Regions from separate parts of the Mus musculus genome. Here region 1 is linked to region 2. Evidence: chromatin contacts called from public HiChIP or PLAC-seq data. All regions are on one chromosome and are shown on one strand. The core of a region is the stretch at or near the end of the contact, and the rest is flanking DNA. Distances in the headings are between cores, read along the strand shown. Region 1 holds the start of B930059L03Rik (RIKEN cDNA B930059L03 gene). Region 2 holds the start of Ankrd9 (ankyrin repeat domain 9).

Region 1 (6,019 bases), core at 2,724-5,223, 390 kb after region 2:
CAAGACCAGTGACAGTGAAAGATGTCACTAGTGGACTGAAACCAGGATGGTTTCTGACCGTGAAAAGCCTCCTTCTGGGTCTAGTTTATATTCTCATTTCATACTGTAAAACCACAAGGTGGAGCCGGGCATGGTGGCGCACGCCTTTAATCCCAGCACTTGGGAGGCAGAGGCAGGCGGATTTCTGAGTTCGAGGCCAGCCTGGTCTACAAAGTGAGTTCCAGGACAGCCAAGACTATACAGAGAAACCCTGTCTCAAAAAACCAAAAAAAAAAAACCAAAAACCACAAGGTGGGGTGGGCAGGCAAGTAAGATTTTGCAGAAGGTTATGTGGCAGTCAGCAGGTTGCTAAGGGCAACAACCCATCATTTCAGGTATCTCTCCAGGGCTTTTCTGCTTCAGGTAGCACATGAAGTCACTCTTGGCTAACAGGTTGTACAAACAGCAAATCATCGAGTAAGCCAATAAATCACTATCTAATAATTGGTCTCTTTTAAAATCTTAATCTACTTCAATAGAATCATGCAGTGCAACTCAGCTTCCCGTAAGTGCATGAGATTTTCAGCTTCAGCCCAGCACCACATGATCCTGCGTGTTTTTTTCTTTCTTTTTTTTTTTTCCTGCGTGTTTCTGAAGCCAGCACTAGGATGGTTCTTGCAGAGGATGACAAGTTCAAGGTCATTCCTAGCTACATCACCTGGTCTTGCCTACGTGAGATCACCCCTGCCTCCCCCAAAAAGAACACATAAAAAATCTATAAAACAAAACCAACAAGCTTACCCTATTGCTAGACATGCCACACACTCCAAAACCAGGGTCCAGAAGCTCCTGAGCTGGAACAGACCTGACAGCCTCCTCCCAGAGTACTTGTTTCCACGGTACCCAAAGGCACCACATACACTTCCAAAGGAGGGAGGCGAGCAACAGATCTACTTAGCTCTGATGCCTATGGACCACAGCAATGACCAGCATGGCGTGATAACCCTCAGGGTGCAGCAGTGGCACACATAACTTGGCAGTTACTCATAACTCTCTAAATGGATCTAAGATCCACTCAACGAGATGGAGAATATGCTATGTGCTGGAAACCTACCTATTAAATGCTATTGATCTTGGATTGTGGAGAACCTACAACCACTACTTTACTAAAACAACATAGTTCATACCAATCTAAGCATTTGTCCTCATATCCACACGTAACTGTGGCCCTCACCCGTCCTCAGGAACTTCTTTTTACAAGAGATGGGGATCATTACAAAAGAGTCACATCTAATCCAAATGCAGAATTGTGGAACCCAATGGTACACAACACCCTGTATCCACGGCTCAGGGGACATTGTAGAAGAGAGGGTAGAAAGTCTGTGCTCAGGTGAGTGGCCTTAATCCTACACAAAGAACTACAGGCAACTAGGGAATGCTGGGAGTGGGAGACAGTCTTCCCTAGACAAGCGTTTGTTTTCTATCAAATAACAAACTGTTTATCCAAAGCCCTGAAAACGTACATATGGCTAACATAAGCAGGTTATATTCAGGACTGTGTGTATTTATACCTATATGCATGTAATAACAACTAATGAAATAAGAGGCCATGAATTTGAAAGAGAACAAAGAGGGGCTCATGGGATGTTTTGGGTGTATGTGTGTGTGATGCAATTTACGTAATCTTAAAGTGAACCAGACAACTTGAGGTTGCTCCCCAGGACCCACAAGCTGCTTCCCAGAGTACTCACAATGTGACTCCAAGTCACAAGCATGACTTAACTCCATGAGGAGTGCAAATGCAGAGACGGGGTGACCCTGACCTTGTCATGCACCCAGAGACCACTTCCTGCCCAGTACTACCTAATAATACCATAAACCTCCACCTACATCACCATAGACACACACTAATACCAACTTTATTCCTAAAGGTAAAATGCCAGCATTCTCCAGGCTTATCAAAGCACACGAAAACATGAGCATATGGGCTGAATAAAAACAGCAGAAAAACCGGGTTTCAAACTGGTCAAATGCACTGACCAATGGAGGGCCGCCACGAGGCACAACACCCGAACATGGACCCTGTAAGGAGGGTGCCTGACATCGTGATGACCACCCGCTGAAGCAGAGACCTCTGAACTTTACCTAGGGCTTCAGCCCGGCCCGTCACCTCCTACGTGCGTGAACGGCTGACAATCCACCTATCTACTTGAAGCTATACCTGTCTTACACCTGAACACTACACCTGCGGCCTAGATCCCTGATCTCTCAGGTTCTGAGCTCCATGCCCCCAACAGCTATCCACTTGGACTCCTTAATCCCTAAATACTGTATTTGTGCCAGATGGTGGTGGTATAGTCCCTTAACCCCAACACTTGGGAGGCAGAGGCAGGTAGGTCTCTGTGGATTTGAGGCTAGCCTGGTCTAGAATGAATTCCAGGACAGCCAAAGCTACACAGAAACCCTATCTTGGAAAATCAAATGAACAAAACCAAGCAAACCAAACCAGCAAATGTTGTAGCAGCTATCTGCCTCTGCCTCCAGGAAGGCCTCTGTGAACTCTAACCTTGAATAGCCATTCTGTAATTTACATTGCATTGTGAGGTGTAATGTGTGACCCAAGAGTTATTATTTATTAAGAGAGTGAGAACAAAACTACTCAACAAATTACATCAATACAAGGGATGCAGACTGCCAATTTATTATTCAGGAAATTCTAACATCATGGAGAGAGAGAATTGTGTCCATGCTTCTGACAGCACCCCCACACCAGGGCTACCTTCCAGGGTTACCAGTATCTTGGGCAGGAAGCAGTGGGAAACAGACATCGCTAGGGCTTCCTTGGAACAGGCATGGCTATGACCCTGGAGGGAATCAGCACAAATTTCCAGATTTTTGAGCCCTAGAACAGTAAGACTCAGGGACAGAGTCGGAGACAGGCAGTTTACTACAAAGAAAGGAGAGAGGGAGACAGAAGTCAAGCCAGGAAGTGCACGCCTTTATTCTTAGGGCAGAGGCAGGGACATCTCTTGAGTTTAGGGTCTACACAGTGAGTTCCAGGTCAGCCAAGAAGAGACTCTGTTTTATAGACAGACAGACAGACAGACAATAAGGCTAGCCAAGGCGAGACCCTGTCTTATGAGTAAATTAGAGAAAGAAGGAAAGAAAGAGGCACCCAGTGAGTGGTAGTGGGAAAGACGGGGTGCTCAAAGTCCTCATCTATGTGAGTTCTGGTCCTCCATAGTTATTTACATAGCAAGCACCTCTACCTCTTTACGTTACCACGTGTCCGGTACACGCCACTTAGGTGGGACGAGTTTCCTGACCCTGCTTACTGGTTTCTTTCGTTAATCTCTCGGCATCCCCAGCCTCCCACCTACTTCAGTTCTCAGAGCTGCTACAGGGGACAGGTTGGCCCTGTCCTATCCACGCTACGGTCGCGTCTCGGGGTTCCATGACGGGGGTCACATGGGACCCTGGTCACCAACCCCGCCTATCAAGTGGAAAGTGACGGGGCTGTAACCCAGGACCTGCCGTTCAGTTCCACGGACGCCTGTTTGCCGCTGTCCAGAAGCCACTTCTGCAGAGTGGCAGGTCGATCACGTGTCGCCAGGGGAGCGGTCACGTGTGGCCTCGAACGATCATGTGAGTCCTCAAGCCAATCACCGCGGCCTGGAAGAAGGGGCATTGCGATTGGCTCATTTTCCTCCCGTGAATATCGCGAGATTCAGAGTCAGACACTTCCCGATTGGTCGATGCGCTGCGTCATTTCCCTGCGCCAGCGTTTAGGTGAAGGTAGTCGGTCTCCCTGTCCTGTGTGCCGTGGGCCAAGCGTCTAAGCTTGGGTCCGGGCCGTCCGCGGCCCTCACTCCCCTCCCGCCAAGGGACGCGGCCCCCTCTGCGGCTTCCTCTAGACGTCGCTGCCTTGTCCTAAGTCAGCCTGCGTTCGAGCTGCCGAACCGAGGTTTCGTGCGGCTTCCTGGCGCGGTGACTCATCCAGTCACGTGCGCCGTGGAGGCTGCGCCTTGCGGAGATCTCCGCCCTGCCGAGATGGCAGAGACCTTCCCGGGGCCGCCCTTGTCCTGCTGCCGTGTTCTGGTGCAGCTGTGCTGAGCTGATATCCTGTTGACTTTGAACTCTTCTCCGTTTTCTGCATGCGCTTTGTCTCATTCCTACGGGGTACCTGCTGCCATCCGCTTGCTCTTTGGTTTGGATGCCGGGTAGCCGTGCTGAGTCCCAACTCTGATGCTCCTGCCTCCACCTTTCCAGTGCTGGCATGGAAGGCGTATGTCAGCACGTCCACCTTACACACACGTACCCACATTTGATTGCCTCTCCACTTGGATCTTGCTGTTCTCGCTGATCCCACATTTATCTGTACATTGCGTCCATCAGACGCAGTTTTGAGTGTCCCACACGGTGCCAGACTGAAGGTACAGCGATAAGTAGGGTAATAGGGACATTGCTTGTAGAGGGCTCACGGGCTATCCTGGGGTGACTGGTTGGAGGGATGTTTTTGCAAGCTCCCTCTTGGCTGCAGTGTGGAATGTTTGAGAAGAAGGTGTTGGGCCGGCAGGAAAAGTTAGTCCTGGGGTGAGGATGAATTCGAATTTGGAATGAGTGCCAGAACCTTTCTAGTTTCAATTTGGCCATATTTTATGGAGACCGCTCAGCAGTTAGGTCCATGTACAGTTCTTCCGGACAATCCGAGTTTAGAGTCCCACGTTAGGGACAGACTATTTATAACCCTAGCCCCAGGGGACCGAACACCCTCTTGCTTCCGTGGGCACTTGCACTCATATGTACAAATCCACATACAGAAACAAACACATTTAAAAAAATAAAATCTTAAGGAGTGAGAGCGTGTGCTGGGGTTTTCTCACTTCTCTGCTCACATTTGCATCTAGCAACACTTCAGGCAGGTGAGGATAATTCCTGGTTTCTGTTTTTCAGCATGGAAAACAGTGCGGCCGGGAGTAGCTGGCCTTACTGCTCAGACTAGGTGAATTTTGCTGATGGCTAAATTTTTGAAGCAGAATTGCAGAGTCAAAATACATGACACCCTGCAGGGTGGAACGTGTTTCTAATGCCAGCATTCAGGGGGCTGGGTAGTAGGATTTTTGGTAAGACTGTCTCAAAATGTTTTCAACACTTACCTTTTAAAACTTTCAGTTGCATTTTTAAGGGTCCTACAAATCTGCAAGCCACCAACAGTAAACTGAAGTGACCCACCCTTCCTCACCTGCTACTGGGGTTACTTTCCTGTCCTTCCAGAAGCATTGACTTGTGGCCCTGAGATCTGCATAGGATGGCGACACTGCCAGTGGGAGCCCCTGCTTACCTGCCTCTGCTGGCTTTGCATCCTCCTCGGGAATATTCCTCACACCTACACGGCATGCCTATGTCTCTTTTGGCATGTAGGTGGAGGTAGAATTTCTGTTATGGGTGTCTACTTTCAGCCAGCTCCTTGCCCTCCAGCTACGTGCAGCCAGCCAGCTGGGAAGCGGTGGAGTACCATCGCCTAAGCCAGTGGTGCTTCCTGCAGCCATAGTTCTGCAGAGCAGTGTAGTTTAATGCAGTGTATCCCGTTTGATGCCTTCTCATGGTGTAGAGAGAGCCTGTCACAGGAAACAGAAATGCAGCTACTTTCTGTAGACTCCAGGCTGTCACCTGTGGCAGGTGGCATCCCATGGAAGATGAGGCCCTTGTCACTCACCATTTAAAGAAAAACCTCTTTCCTTAGGGGGGTGGTATACTGTTGTTGGGAGGGCTGGGATCTTCCATACTCCTGAAACTGGGAGAGAATGCCATTGCTTTCATTTGTAATTCATGACCTCATCTTTTAACTAAGTTGCTCAGAAAGCTCAAATCTCCCACCATCTTTAAAGACAACAGCAAAACAAACAAACTCCCTTCTGCAGGCTGGAGAGATGGCTCAGTGGTTAAGAACAGTGACTGCTTTTCCAGAGGTCCTGAGTTTAATTCCCAGCAACCACGTGGTGTCTCACAACCATCTGTAATGGGATCTGATGCATTCTTC
Region 2 (6,938 bases), core at 952-3,451:
CACAGCCAGGCCTCAGCCTCTGCTCAAGTCAGCAGGAGGGACCAGAAGGAATTCTGGAAGAAGCTAGTTCTCTGCTCTGTCTGTCTGTCTGTCTATCAGAGAAGCGAAGATCAGCAAAGACTCGAGACCCATAAGCGTTGCACAGCTAGCTCTATAGGCAAGCCAAGCTCGGCCTCCATCGCTGTCCTTTTTATACTCTCTCCAGGCATCACATGTTCACCATGGGCAAAATATCACTCTGCAAATCAGCCCGAGTCTGTGGAAGCAGCAAGAAACTGCAGCACATCACAAGGTCGTGTGTGTGTGTGTGTGTGTGTGTGTGTGGTTCTCTCTATGGAGTCCTGACAAACGCAGCTCAACTACACAATATAAGGCAGAATTACATGCATTTCGTTAGCTAAGAATCCTTCATCACGTTTCCTTTCTTTCTTTTAATCACATGTCCTTTCATGGGCCTGATTTAGCAGAATATCCTCTCTCCTGTGTCTACTTCAGTGAAACGTTCCTTCACCAGTCTGCCTTAGTCTTTCATCTGTGCCCATTTCAGGAAAACACTCCTTCACGTGTTTGCCCCAGCAAAACACCATCTGACACAATGACTTTCCAAAGACCACTTAAGTTTCCCCTTCAACTAGCTGAAACAACTAGCCCAGTGAGGTTGAACACCGCGTAGATTCTTGGACTTCCCATTCACAGCTGCCCATTGTTGGGTTAGTTGGACTACAGACTAAGTCATTATAATAAATTCCCTTAATATATAGAGACATTGCATAAATTCTGTGATTCTAGAGAACCCTGACTAATACAGGTGAAGAATAACAGGAAGTCTCCATGTGTGCACGTGTGTATGTGCGTGTGTGTACACGTATGCCTGCTTAAGTCTACTCAAAGGAGCCAGGTGAGAGAGACTCCAGCTTAAAGTCCCTTAGCCCCTGCTGGCACAGAGGAGCCAAGAGGGTTGAAGGCTGTATACACATTTGCTCTGAGGTAGGGGAGGGGAGGTTGCTTTGAAGGTGCTAGCTGTCTGCTGGACAGAGGCAGGAGGAAGGGCTTGGATGGAGGCTGCAGGAACCCTTGGCCCTAACTGAGCCTCTAAGGGCATTGTGGAAAAGAAACTGGCCGTGCCTGTGAATGGAGTTTGGAACTATTTCATCAGGGGGATCCTTGCCTCTGGTAAGGTGGGGTGAGAGTCCCAAGGTCCAGGCGTGGCAGCTTTCATCTGTGCATTTGGAATGGACTTGGCACTCCCACACCCCTGATGAAGTCAGGGGCTCCCTCAGGCTCTAGGGTCAGCCATGGGAAGGCTAGAACATGCTCCCAGTTCTGCCTGAGTGAAAAACAGCCCCAAAGTGTACCTTTCTTTGGACAACCGACTCTCTCTCTCTATCTCTCTGTGTGTGTGTGTTTTGAGATAGGGTTTCTCTGTAGTCCTGGCTGTCTTGGAACTTGCTTTCTAGACCAGGTTGGCCTTCAGTTCAGAGATCCACCTGCCTCTGCCTTCTGAGTGCGGGGATTAAAGATATGTGCCAACTCACACTGGACTTAAATAACTATCTACCTCATAGCAGGCATCATAATTCTGCCCCCCCCCCTTTTCTCCTGTGTTAGTGGTAAAGTCAAAGTGAAAGAAAGCGTTTAGCCCAGAAGACGACACAATAGGCACTATAAACAGCTCTTATACACGCATGCATCCATGCCTTTCTTTTGAGATTGGAGCCGAGGCTAGCCATGCCAGGGCGTTGGCAGGGCAGAGCAAGGTTCAATAGTTTAAGGGCTCAGTCCTATTCTAGGCCTTCCCACACGCAGATGGGGTAACAGCTGGATGTTTCCCCAAGGTCAGTGAGGGTCAGAGCAAGGGAAGCCCAGAGCAGGACTCTTGCAGCAGCCGCAAGCGCAAGCCAGGGAGCCTATTCTTGTGTGCAGTCTAGGACCGCACAGATCCAGCTCCAGGAGCCTGCCGGGACTCGCCCCGCCTCCATCACGTCCCGCCCTCCAAGCTCTGCCCGGTGCCCGGCATCTCTCACCACCCCTCCCCACCCCGCCACCTCGGGGCCCTCAAGTTTCTCCGAAGTTTTCCGCGGGTCCCTCTGAGAGTCCCGCCCCCTGGCCCGTGACGCAACAATGGTGCAGCGCGACGACCAATGGGTAGCGGCGGGGGCCGGCGGCGTGAGCCAATGGCGGCGGCGGCCCGTCCCGCGGTCCTGCCCGGCCCCGGCCGCACTGCGCCGCCCGCCGCCCTCCCCTCGGCGGCACCAGCACCGGCATCGGGAGACGGTGTCGCGGCGGCTCAGAGTGCAGCGGGCGCTGCCTCCGCTCCCGGCGTCGTGGGATCTCTGTCTGCTCGCCCGTGCATGGACGGCGCGCGCTCCGGCCCGCCGCAGGGACAGGGTCGCGCGGCTTGGTGAGTCGCCTGCCCCGAGCGCCCCGGTGCGCAGGTGCAGCCCCTGATCCTGGCCACCGGCCCGCAGACACTCGGGCGCGCCCCGGGAGGGGTCAGGGAGGATCTGGCCGGCGGCCCAAGCTCCAGTCACAGAGCCGCGGCCGTGACTCTGCCCAGTGACGTGGGGCGGCCGAACTTTACGTAACCCGCCCGGCACCCCACGCGTGCCCACACAGTGCATCTGGGGCGCAGGGGGCCCAGGTTCCGGGAGGAGCTGCAGTCATGCCAATCCCCTCAGAGGGGCGTCTGCCGCAGCCCACTCTATAGTGCTCACCTCTGTAACCCAGTTAATGGTCATGACACTGTGGACGAGGCCCTCTGGCTGTCCCAGGTCCCTTGTAACCTAGAGCTTACCCTTGCTGGAGGCAGTAGGGCTCTTGGGCAGGGAGACCAAGGGTGAATGGCCAGGGCTCAGGTTTGAGGCTTGGGACCCAAGGTGGAGGTAGGGTTTTTAAACTGGGGTCTGCAGTGTATGGAACGGCCCTCAAACAGAACGCAGGAGACCTAGGCTCTTGTCCTGGCTCAGCCTGACTTGGTGACTGACCTTGGACTAGCTTGTCCCCCGTTGAAAAGTGAGATGGCAGTATCGGCCTCATGTGGATGGACCTCGAGAGGACTGCAGGTGGTGTATGCTCCAATCCCCCCACTGACTTCACCTTTTCCCTCCTCCCAGGAGCTCCTTCCTGATGGGCAGGAAAATTGTTTGTGGATAAAAGAGCCAGAGCCACTTTCCAACTCTGGCTGCGGGCGGGCGCACTGCCAGCCCTGGGCCACCACTTTCTTGTTGATGAGGTTTGGTGTGTTAGAGTGAATACCTGCATCTACAGAACCCAGGGCCGCCTGCAGGAACCAGGTAGGTCTAAGTGAATAATCTCCACGACCCTCCTGGAAAGAAGTTTGAGTAGTCTCTTGGGGTCAGGGTAGAAGTAGAGTTGGGGCTGGATTTGGGGGTGTGAGGGTGATTTGGGCTCAACTTGTGCTGTGAGCCTGAGTCTTCTGCGATGTCCCATGGGTTCCTCTTTATTTGCAGTTGGAAGGACCTGGCTCAGGTGTGAAAGGAGCGCTTTTTGAAGGTTCCAGGGCTGCAGAGGGTTGGCACACGGAAGGCTCCAGCAGATCCAGCCTTCTCTAGCACAGGCAAGAGAGGAAGTGCAGGTGCAGAAATTCAAGAATGGTTCTGGGTCCAGGAGAGAATAGAGCTGGGGGCAGTGACTGGCAGACCCGATTCATTCGACCCTACTTCGTCTCACAGGTTGGTCTGGGGTGGTGTGACCCATGCTTTGAGACTCCCGGAGGCCAGCATGCCGTGGGACACCAGGCCTGGACGCAGCGCCAACGGAGGGCCCGAGGGTCCCGGCGCAGCTCGCTTGCGGGTGCAGAAGCAGTGCCGGAAGTCATCCTTCGCCTTCTACCTGGCAGTGCGAGATCAGCTGCCAGTTTGGCTACTCGAGGACATACGTGCCAGCGAAGCCTTCCACTGTGATGAGCGGGGGCGCGCTGCGGCCTATTCGCCTTCGGAGGCTCTGCTCTATGCGCTTGTGCACGACCACCAAGCCTATGCACACTACCTGCTAGCTACCTTCCCGCGGTGTGCACTCGCCCCACCTAGCGCGGGCTTCCGCTGCTGCACCGCGCCTGGGCCTCACGTGGCGCTGGCGGTGCGCTACAACCGCGTGGGCATCCTGCGGCGCATCCTGCGAACGGTGCAGGACTTCCCAGTGGAAGAGCGCGTGCGCCTCCTCGACCGCCGTGGCTGCAGCCGCGTGGAGGGCGGTGGCACGTCGCTGCATGTGGCCTGTGAGCTCGCACGCCCCGAGTGCCTCTTTCTGCTGCTTGGCCACGGAGCTTCTCCAGGCCTTCGAGATGGCAGTGGCTTTACACCATTGGAGCTGCTGTTGCGCCAGCTGAACCAGGACGCCAGCTCAGCCCCCACTAAGGCTGAGGCAGCTTCTGCCACGGTCAATGCTGCCACCGCCAACACCACTTCGTCTGAGGAGGTGTGTCAGCGCCGCCTGCTGCTGCTTGACCTGCTAGTACTGTACACCCCGGGGGGCGTCGTAGGTCCAGCTCGATGTGAACTGCTAGGAGACCAGCTACGCTGGCAGCGGTTGTTGGGTGAGGACAAGTTCCAGTGGCTGGCAGGGCTGGCGCCACCCTCCCTCTTTGTCCGTGCCATGCAGGTGTTGGTCACCACTATCTCACCTGGCCGCTTCCCGGAGGCCTTAGATGAACTGCCTCTGCCATCGTTTTTGCAGCCCTTGGACCTCACGGGCAAGGGCTAGACTCAGGGGACCCTGACACAGTATATGGGGACAGAAGTATTTTTTTGAGAGCATTGTACTTGGCACTTTACATATATGGATCGTTGACTGTACAGAGGGATCTGCCTGGTCTGTTGCATGTATTTGGGGTAGGGCTGCCAAGTTGCTCAAGTGTGCGAACTCGCTGCTCAGCCAAGGATAAGGGTGAGGACCTAGAGTCCCGGGGAAGGTGACAGCTGAGCCAAGCAGGAGAGGAACAGGAACAGAGGGTGGGGACTCTAATGACCAAGCAAGAGGACAGAATGTGCTGAGGCCAAGGGGACAAGCTTGTGTGGTTTTGAGTGGCCCCCTCCTGTGCTGTCAGCCTCATAAATGGCCCATGGGTTGGACTGATGTGTGTCCAGCAGAGCTGAGCAGGCAGCTCTAGCAGGTGTTGAATGGGAGCCAGACTGTGTGTCTGTGTTCTCATCTCACACTGAATCATTGCTTCTCCACCCCAGCCTGGAGTTGGCCCTTTTACCCTCAGTCAGGACTTGGCAGGTGCTAGCCTTGGGTTTCCCCACCTGCTTCCCCACAGGCTTTGGGTCCCCTGCATCATGTCTCATGAGAACCAGGTGTGCCTTCCAGGTCCCCCTGCCCAGCCCCAGGGATGGCCTTACTCACTAACATCACTCACAGTGGATGTTAGGTGGTGCTTGTGGGCCTGTGTTATCACCCTGGATAGGCTTCTCACCCATCCTTGGAATGCTGCTTTCTGCTGGACACTTCAGAAGCCGGGAGGCTTGTTAATGAATGCACCCTCATCCTTCAGGATAAAGGGGCCCTGGCTGCAAAGCTGGGTTCATACCAGGGAACTTTGAGACTGGGGGAGGGCCCGTCCCTATCCTGGGATTTTGCTGGGCTGTGAAATTCAACCTTTGTGGCATAGGCTTGCAGGCCATGATGTGCTGCCAGGAGCAGAGGCTAGCTGTCTGCTAAAGTGGCCAGCCTGGTCGGGGGCACCTGTTGCTCTGCTCCTGAGTACAGCATGCCCGGGGGTGGGAATGTCCAGGGTGCTGGGCCACAGGAGGGGAAGCCCAGAGAACAGAGGGCCCTAGACTTTGCCACCTGTCCTGGACCCGTGTTATTGTCAAGGGATTTTAGGCCATTTCCTAGGCCTGAAAAAGAAAGGGTACTTGCTGGTACGGATCCTTCGTCTTGACTGGAGGCTGTTTCCCTTCTGCTGAGTAGCTTCTCTGAGTCCTGGCAGTTGCGGGTGATGGGTGTTAGTGTCTTCCTCTGCCTCAAGTTTGGCCCATTCATGATCAGTCCCCCTGGACTTCTGGGAGGTCCCAAGTCCAGATGCCATTGGTGGTGGCATTCCTTATTCGCAGGACATGACAATGGCTTGCTATAGCTCCTGGGGAGCCTCAAAAGCGGGGCTCCTGTTGGGAATCTCTCCTTCACATCTCCCTAGATAAGTGCCCTTTAGGGTCTGCTGGTGCAGAGCTAGGCACTTCTCTGGCCGCTGCTCTCCCAACAACTTCCCCAGTGCTGCTTGGCCTGGAGGAACATCAGTGTGCTATGTCGGCCTTGTGGTCATCAGGGAGACCTTGTGGGAGGAAATGGCACCATAGAGGAAGGACCCAGCCTGAGAGAGATACAGGGGAACATCAAGCCCAAGAGGGGCGGATTGGCTTATGGCGATAATCACATAAGTGTCATGATAGTTCACCATGGAAGAGGATTGTTTCACTGCTGAGTGGTCCCCAGGCCCCTGTGCAAAGGCAGAAAGGCACAAATTTGAGTGGGGCCTCACTACAAGGAGGCGAAAGGAGGCAGGCCCAGAAGGGTAAAGAATAATCCTTGCCAAGTGGATTCTCAATCAGTCCTTCAGAGGAAGGCCTGATTTCTGCCATAGCTGTTTATTGTCATGGGATGCCCGGGGCGGCCTGCGCTTCAGGAAGCAAGAGGGCCTGGAAAGGTGGTACAGGCTGATAATCAAGGCCTCACTTATCGTTGGGGTGGCTGTTTCTGAGAGGAAGGTGGGTGGCCCTCAGTGTGTGGCTTATCTGTCCTTTCAGCCCTCCAGCCCCAGGAAGGGCTGTGGTGCCACCTGACACGTTACCATCCTGGCCATGAGCTTGCAGGAGTGACTAGAGCTTGCCAAGTCCTGTGCCGCATTGGCATCCACTATCAGCTAGTGGTAGGTGACCTTGGTGTCTCCAAAACATACTAGCAAGCGGTGTTCTCTTGTT

Evidence for each region. HiChIP or PLAC-seq counts read pairs in DNA pulled down with a chosen protein or histone mark.
Region 1: a contact with region 2 is called in an HNF4G HiChIP or PLAC-seq map of pancreatic cancer cells. The contact joins the promoter of B930059L03Rik here to the promoter of Ankrd9 in region 2. A contact is called at or near these places in 2 of 39 promoter capture datasets (3T3-L1-derived adipocytes and cranial neural crest), 11 of 484 Hi-C or Micro-C datasets (CD8 T cells, the G1E-ER4 cell line, cardiomyocytes and 3 more), 5 of 115 datasets of contacts at active chromatin or transcription factors (bone marrow-derived macrophages, double positive thymocytes, extraembryonic endoderm stem cells and 2 more) and 1 of 9 other capture datasets (liver).

The regions. Positions count from the first base shown.
Region 1 is chr12:110,589,328-110,595,346 of GRCm38.p6, reverse strand. It overlaps B930059L03Rik (RIKEN cDNA B930059L03 gene), which reads right to left and starts at 3,973. Exons shown (of 1, transcript NR_033340.1): 1 at 2,668-3,973.
Region 2 is chr12:110,974,303-110,981,240 of GRCm38.p6, reverse strand. Ankrd9 (ankyrin repeat domain 9) reads left to right here and starts at 2,201. Exons shown (of 3, transcript NM_175207.5): 1 at 2,201-2,401; 2 at 3,114-3,293; 3 at 3,693-4,821. The coding sequence starts at 3,742. The coding sequence ends at 4,722.